Linked DNA regions of Gossypium hirsutum: region 2 is linked to region 1. The links are chromatin contacts, called in public Hi-C maps. All regions are on one chromosome and are shown on one strand. The core of a region is the stretch at or near the end of the contact, and the rest is flanking DNA. Distances in the headings are between cores, read along the strand shown. Region 1 holds the start of LOC107930453 (60S acidic ribosomal protein P1). Region 2 holds the start of LOC107930521 (WD repeat domain-containing protein 83).

Region 1 (3,299 bases), core at 231-2,730:
TTATCAAACATGTTCAAAATATTTAAATTATATGTGTTTTTCTAATTTACCATCTAATTTTATTTAGTTCACTTTAAATTATTATTTTTATCTTAATTTACCTTAAGAAAATATCAAAATGATCAACGTGCCACATGTCATATTCTTATTAGTTGATTTTGAATTTTAGGATAACCTAAGATAAAATAATTAAAAATAATAATTGAAGTTATTCTCTTAAAAAAATATTTGCATATAAGAAAACCACTCACAATATATTTATTATTTTTTAGTAATAATGAAAAAAATCTTTTGATATGTCAAAAATCAATAAAAAATTTTCTCCAATCTCTCTAAATTTTGATATTAAGCAAATTGGTCTCTTTAAAAAATCGTAGCAATTTAATTTTTTTTAATTTTAAAAGTGAGCAAATAAGGATAATTAGTCACAACATTAATTTTTTCATCAAATTCACAAAAATTTACTATTTATAATAACAAATTTAGCTTTTATAATTTATACATTCTATCAATTTGATCATGATTTAACAATTTTAGCCTTGAATATTTTTGTAAATGTGTAACTGTTTAGACTAAATTTGTTGATTTTTTTAGAATCAAGACCAAATTAACAAAATATATAAACATTGAAGGCTAAATTTGTTATTAAACCAATCAAAATTATTTTCCATTGACAAAACATATTAACACTGTGATTATGTCACAGGGCTAGACCTTTTGTCTTGTAATCTTTGAAGTCTTAGGCGATTTTTTTGCTTCAAATGCACATAAGTCAGCCTAACTCTCACAAAGTGAGAATTCTTTTAGAAATTCTCCAAGGCACTAAATTATAAAGCGGAAGCAACACAAAGACAAAAGAAAGCTCGAAAGAACAGAATAACCACAGAAAAGCAAAGCACGCCAAGTGTTTAAGTAGATACTTTTAATTAGTATTCACTACTAAAGAATAGAATACAACAGATAATTAAAAATGAGGGGAATCCTTTATTTATAGTTGAGCTCTTTCAAATCCAACAGTACAACTAGCTTTATATCAATGAATGAGATCGAAGCATATCTACAATTAAGGGATTTACACAATCCCTAAGATTACAAAATCAAATATTAACAGATTACAAATCTTCCAAGATTACTTTCCCTATTTACCAATGTAGCTCTAATTTTCCATAAGTGCTTCGTTGAGCCACCAAGACTTCAAGTAGATGGCTTCGTCTCTTGTTTTTTGAATCGGACCAGTTCATGTAGGTCAAATGAGCCTTATTAAATATGTAAACCTCCATGAGACACCCTTTGTGCTTTGGTCATGGGCTTTGAACCGCGGCCCGTGATAATTAATTATCCTTGATTGCTCACTTTCAAAATTTTCAGGCACTAAATTGCTCTAATTTTTTTTTGAGTGGGACTAATTTTCTAAATTTAAAAATTGAGAAGGACTAAAATGATCTTTTTACCATAAAAATCTAATTGCAAAAAGAAAAATGGTTTGGAGGCCTCATTTCAGATATAGGCCTCGGAAATCGTTAAAGCCCAATTCACTCTATTTTCTTTCTTTAAAATCCTTTTTTCAATGCCGAATATGAAACCCTAGCAACAGTCTGTTCAGAACTTTGAAGAGCGGCTGCTCAGATTTTGCCTATTTCTCAGATTTTTCTCTCAGGTAACAATCTGCCATTGTATCGATGTTAATATTAATCTTTATATGGATTGTGTTTTAGTCTCTTTTATGTATTTATTTTAATGTTAACAGTTTGAAACGATGTCTACGGCTGGCGAAGCTGCTTGTTCTTACGCTGCTTTAATTCTCTATGATGATGGCATTCCCATCACCGTATCCTTTATGCTTTTTGTAATGAACAAAGAAAGAGGGGGTAAATCTGGTGATTTTGATTATTTGTTATTGAATGAATTAGCCGTAGTTTCGGGGAAGATGGGTTTTTGTTAGTTTTCTTTAACTTTGTTAATAGGCTGAGAAAATTGCAACAATTGTTAAAGCTGCAAATGTCTCGGTTGAATCTTATTGGCCAAGCTTGTTTGCAAAGCTTTTCGAAAAGTGCAACATTGAGGATCTTATAACCAATGTTGGTGCTGGTGGTGCTGGTGCTCCAGTTGCCGCAGCTGCACCTGTTGCTGCTGGTGGTGGTGGTGGTGCCGCTGCTCCACCTCCTGCTGAGGAAAAGAAGAAGGTTTGGACTGAAAACTACAAATGATAAATTGATGAATTTCTTTTGTTGCCATTTGTTCTCTTATACTATTTTTTTGGGTAATTTTGCAGGAAGAACCAGAGGAAGAGAGTGATGACGATATGGGATTCAGTTTGTTTGATTAGAAGTTCCTTTCAGTGCTTGATTTGGTTGATTGCTGTTTTAATGCATTAAATCTGTGACAGTAGTTGTTGAGGTTTCTTGGTATTATTAGTATTTGTCTGCTTTTGAGTAAAAACTTTCTTTTTGAGTTGTATGCTTGAATCTTCTATATATAAAAGTCTTCTAGACCAATTTTTGCCAATTGTTATGTGCGATGAATTGATTTTTGGTTAATTCCATTGTAATGCATGATTTTGTGTTTAGTTTGTTGTTTTGATCAATAGCCGAGTATTGGATATAAGTGTCTAGTATGACTATGCTTACTTCATATATTTGAAGGATTGTACTTTCGTATACATACTCGATTATGTCAACATGAGTGTTAGATAACTTAGGCTATTTATGCTAATGGATTGGTGTCATTACTTTAGAGAATTGATCCAGCCTCTTATGGATACAATTTTTTCCAAGCTTGTTGATAATGTCTTGAAACACATTGCTACTTTATCTTTTGTTGAAACAGATAGGGTCTGAAAAAGTTCACTGTTGAGTTCCTTCTTGATGAAATGGCTATTTACTTAAACATGCATGGTTTTATCATGTTGCACTAGGTCATTACAATGTTGGTTGTTGATTTGTGTTGTCACAATACAATTGCATTGAACGTTGCCATTTTATCTTTAAAATCATTAAGAATTATTTTCAATCGAAGTAATTCGCATATTCTAAGTGCCATTGACCTGAATTTTGGCTCCACACTTGACCTTGCCATTAGATTGTCACCTATGAATGTACAATAAAGTTAACCTCCTGTCAACTAATGTTCTATCATAGTTTACATCAGTATAAAGCTTTTAGAGTCATGCTTCCTCTTTTCTTGAACAAGATTCTTCTTCCAAGATTATCCTATAAATACTGTAAACTTTTTATACAGCTTTGAGATGTATCTTTCCAAGATCCTTTGGCTATTAATCTTGCCTAAATTTATTGGTTATG
Region 2 (3,299 bases), core at 532-3,031, 160 kb after region 1:
TTTTCAATAAAAATATCAATTTGCTCCTTGATCTAACTTAGAAGGATTAATTTGCTCATATTTAGTAGAAGGGCAAAATGCAATCCGACTCCTAGTACAGAGACCTCCATGATACTTTTATCAATGTTTTCTAGTAATGAGTTTGAATCATTAAGTACTCTTATATTTATGTTTGAATGGTGATTAGGTATCCCGGAGCTTAGGAGAATCGAAAATCGAGTACGAGAAGCAAAATAGAAAGCCGAAGATTGAAGCATAAACAAGTGCATTGAAGGTTGTCCATCTAAGCAACCATTCTGCCTGTACATTCTTATTCTCAGTTGTTCTTTTGCTTTTATATTGTGTTATAAGAAGAAGCATATGATGCTAAATACTGACTTCTTTATAGACCTATTTAGTTACTTAATCATGGTGTTCTTTTCTTCTTCTTTTTTTTTCTTTTTAATGAGATGATATGCATAAAATTGTAAAAAGAAAAAAGTTAAATTCTGCTATCAGTTCTTGTATTTAAATTGTGGATTTAATTCATGTATTATAATTTGATCTTTTTTTTTTCTATGCTTGCTTTATTTTTAAAATTTCAGTCATTCACCAAACTATATAACCTTTAAATCCATTTTGTTAATTCCTGATGTGACAAATATATATGTAATGTCATGTTAATTTGTTGTTTTCATATTACTCAATTTTATTTAATGAAATTAACGACTATCAATTGCATTAAATTTGAAATTTCAAAATTTGAAAAAGTATAAAGATTTAGAATGATCTAATTAAAAAATACAATTGTACTCATACTATAATTAGACCTGATCATGGGTTGGGTTGGGGTGATGTAAAATTTTAGGCTTGTTTTTTAAGCCCAATCTTGACTTGGCCCGAAAATGGGTTTACATTTTTGCTCAAGCTCGGTCTAGATTAAAAATGTTAAACTCGAGCTTAACTTGGTTTAGCAAGCAAATGTTTCTAAAATAATGGGAAATGAACAATAAAATAAGAGTTATAATAACAACAAAATAATAGTAATTAATAGTAAAATGACAACAAAATAACAACAACAACAAAATTTAGGCTAATTCGGGATGGGCTAGGGCTAAAAATTCCTTTTTTTTTCCTTGAATTTTTTATTTAAATTTTATTGACTACATTTATATTTATGTTTATACATAATAAAAATTATAATGTATTTTTAGGTTAAATTTCAAATTCATTATACTAATTGTTTTAAATATCAACATACTAACTTATAATATGCCACGTTTTATAATAAATTAGTTTAATATCTTTTTGGTGATTTTAATATATAAAATATATTTAAAAATATCATATTATAAAAAGCTTTTTAAAAAATTAATATTTTTAGATTTAGGTACTTATATAGTTATATTATGTAAAGATGAAAAAAATTAACATAAATAGGAAATCAAGAAAAAATATATAAAAAAATTTAAACGAACTTAACTTCAACTAAATTAAAATTAAAAAAAATAATTTTCTTATCCGATATTTGACATTGACCGTTAAATTGACTTGAATCTAAATTATATTTTTTACTCGTCGATGGGTATTGATCTACTATAATAATCGTCGAATTGTCACTTATAACTCGTTAGTCGAAGCTTTTTTTAAAATAAATTTAATAATTAAATAACTTAAATAAAAAATTTTAATAGTTTAATAATTTAAATAAAAATTTTCGGATAATTTAATAAATATTTTGTAATTTTTAAAAAATTAAGTGATCGTGTAAGAATAGCTTACCCTTCTTAATAAGTAAAATTTATCCTAATGGTCCTTCCCTTTTATGTTTTAGAAAAGAAAATCTGCTTAGCGTCTTTATAATAACGAGAAAGGTAAGAGCTGCTGCAATCTCAATCTTCACAAAGTAATTCAATTAGAGTTCCAAGGAATTCCGAATCTCATTTCTCAGTAAGTTTTAATCCATTTTATTTTCAGTTTTTGAGCTTAATTACTCTATTGTTGATGAAATTAGATAATAAAGCTGATATCTCATGGCTAAAGCTTCGTCGTTTATCCTAAATTTCCTTAGGCTAAATCCTAGAACGGGCCAAAACCCTAATACCCAAATCAGAAATCTCACTATAGAATAGAAAAAACTAACTAGTTTTATGGTTAAGGAACTTGTAGAGAATCAAAAGCAATGTGAAGAACAGTTGAATGGTTCCGTAAACCAATCAAATTTAGACATTGTTAAACAAATTTGCAAGATTACTAGACAGTGCCTAGAACTGATATCCCATGGCTAAAGCTTCACCATTTATGTTAGGCTAAACCCTAGAACTGGCCAAAACCCTAATACCCAAATCAGAAATCTCACTATAGAATAATAAAAAAAAACCTAACTAGTTTTATGGTTATGGAATTTGTAGAAAGGGAAAAAGAAGAGAGAAAAATGAGCACATCGGAGCTGCCAAGGAAAGAAGCCAATGTCCTAAAAGGCCACGAAGGTGCGGTTTTAGCAGCCAGATTCAACAGCGATGGCAATTATTGCCTCAGCTGCGGCAAAGACCGCACCATCCGTCTTTGGAACCCCCACCGTGGCATCCACATCAAAACCTACAAATCTCACGGCCGCGAAGTACGCGACGTCCATGTCACCCTGGATAACTCTAAGCTGTGTTCTTGTGGTGGAGACCGACAGATTTTCTATTGGGATGTTTCCACCGGTCGTGTTATTCGCAAGTTTCGTGGCCATGACGGCGAGGTAAACGCGGTGAAGTTTAATGAGTATGCATCTGTGGTAGTATCTACCGGTTATGATAGATCGTTGCGTGCTTGGGACTGTAGGTCTCACAGCACTGAACCCATACAGATAATTGACTCATTTTCGGACACTGTTATGTCTGTTTGTTTAACCAAGACCGAAATTATTGGTGGGAGTGTTGATGGAACTGTTCGAACATTTGATATTCGTATCGGTCGAGAAATATCAGATGACTTAGGGCAACCTGTCAACTGTATCTCATTGTCAAATGACAATAACTGCATATTAGCTAATTGCTTGGATTCAACTTTACGACTTTTAGATAGGTCCACAGGTGAACTATTGCAAGAATATAAAGGACATGCTTGCAAGTCCTACAAAATGGATTGCTGCCTAACCAACAGTGATGCGCATGTAACTTGTGGCTCTGAGGATGGCTCGATTTTCTTCTGGGATTTAGTAGATGCATCTGTGGTTTCAAAATTTCGAGCTCATTCATCAGTGGTAACAAGTGTGAGTTACCACCCGAAAGACAACTGTATGATAACCTCCTCCGTGGATAGCACTGTTCGAG

Evidence for each region. A called contact is a pair of places that touch in the nucleus more often than the background predicts.
Region 2: a Hi-C map of petal shows a contact between it and region 1, with 2.1 times the contacts expected there. The contact joins the promoter of LOC107930521 here to the promoter of LOC107930453 in region 1. A contact is called at or near these places in 3 of 34 Hi-C or Micro-C datasets (callus, leaf and petal).

The regions. Positions count from the first base shown.
Region 1 is chrA08:4,428,860-4,432,158 of Gossypium_hirsutum_v2.1, forward strand. It overlaps LOC107930453 (60S acidic ribosomal protein P1), which reads left to right and starts at 1,481. Exons shown (of 4, transcript XM_016862126.2): 1 at 1,481-1,657; 2 at 1,748-1,828; 3 at 1,965-2,183; 4 at 2,273-2,505. The coding sequence starts at 1,757. The coding sequence ends at 2,326.
Region 2 is chrA08:4,589,153-4,592,451 of Gossypium_hirsutum_v2.1, forward strand. It overlaps LOC107930521 (WD repeat domain-containing protein 83), which reads left to right and starts at 1,782. Exons shown (of 2, transcript XM_041075680.1): 1 at 1,782-1,929; 2 at 2,391-3,299. The coding sequence starts at 2,414. LOC107930507 (EVI5-like protein) reads left to right here. Exons shown (of 9, transcript XM_016862175.2): 9 at 188-556. The coding sequence ends at 259.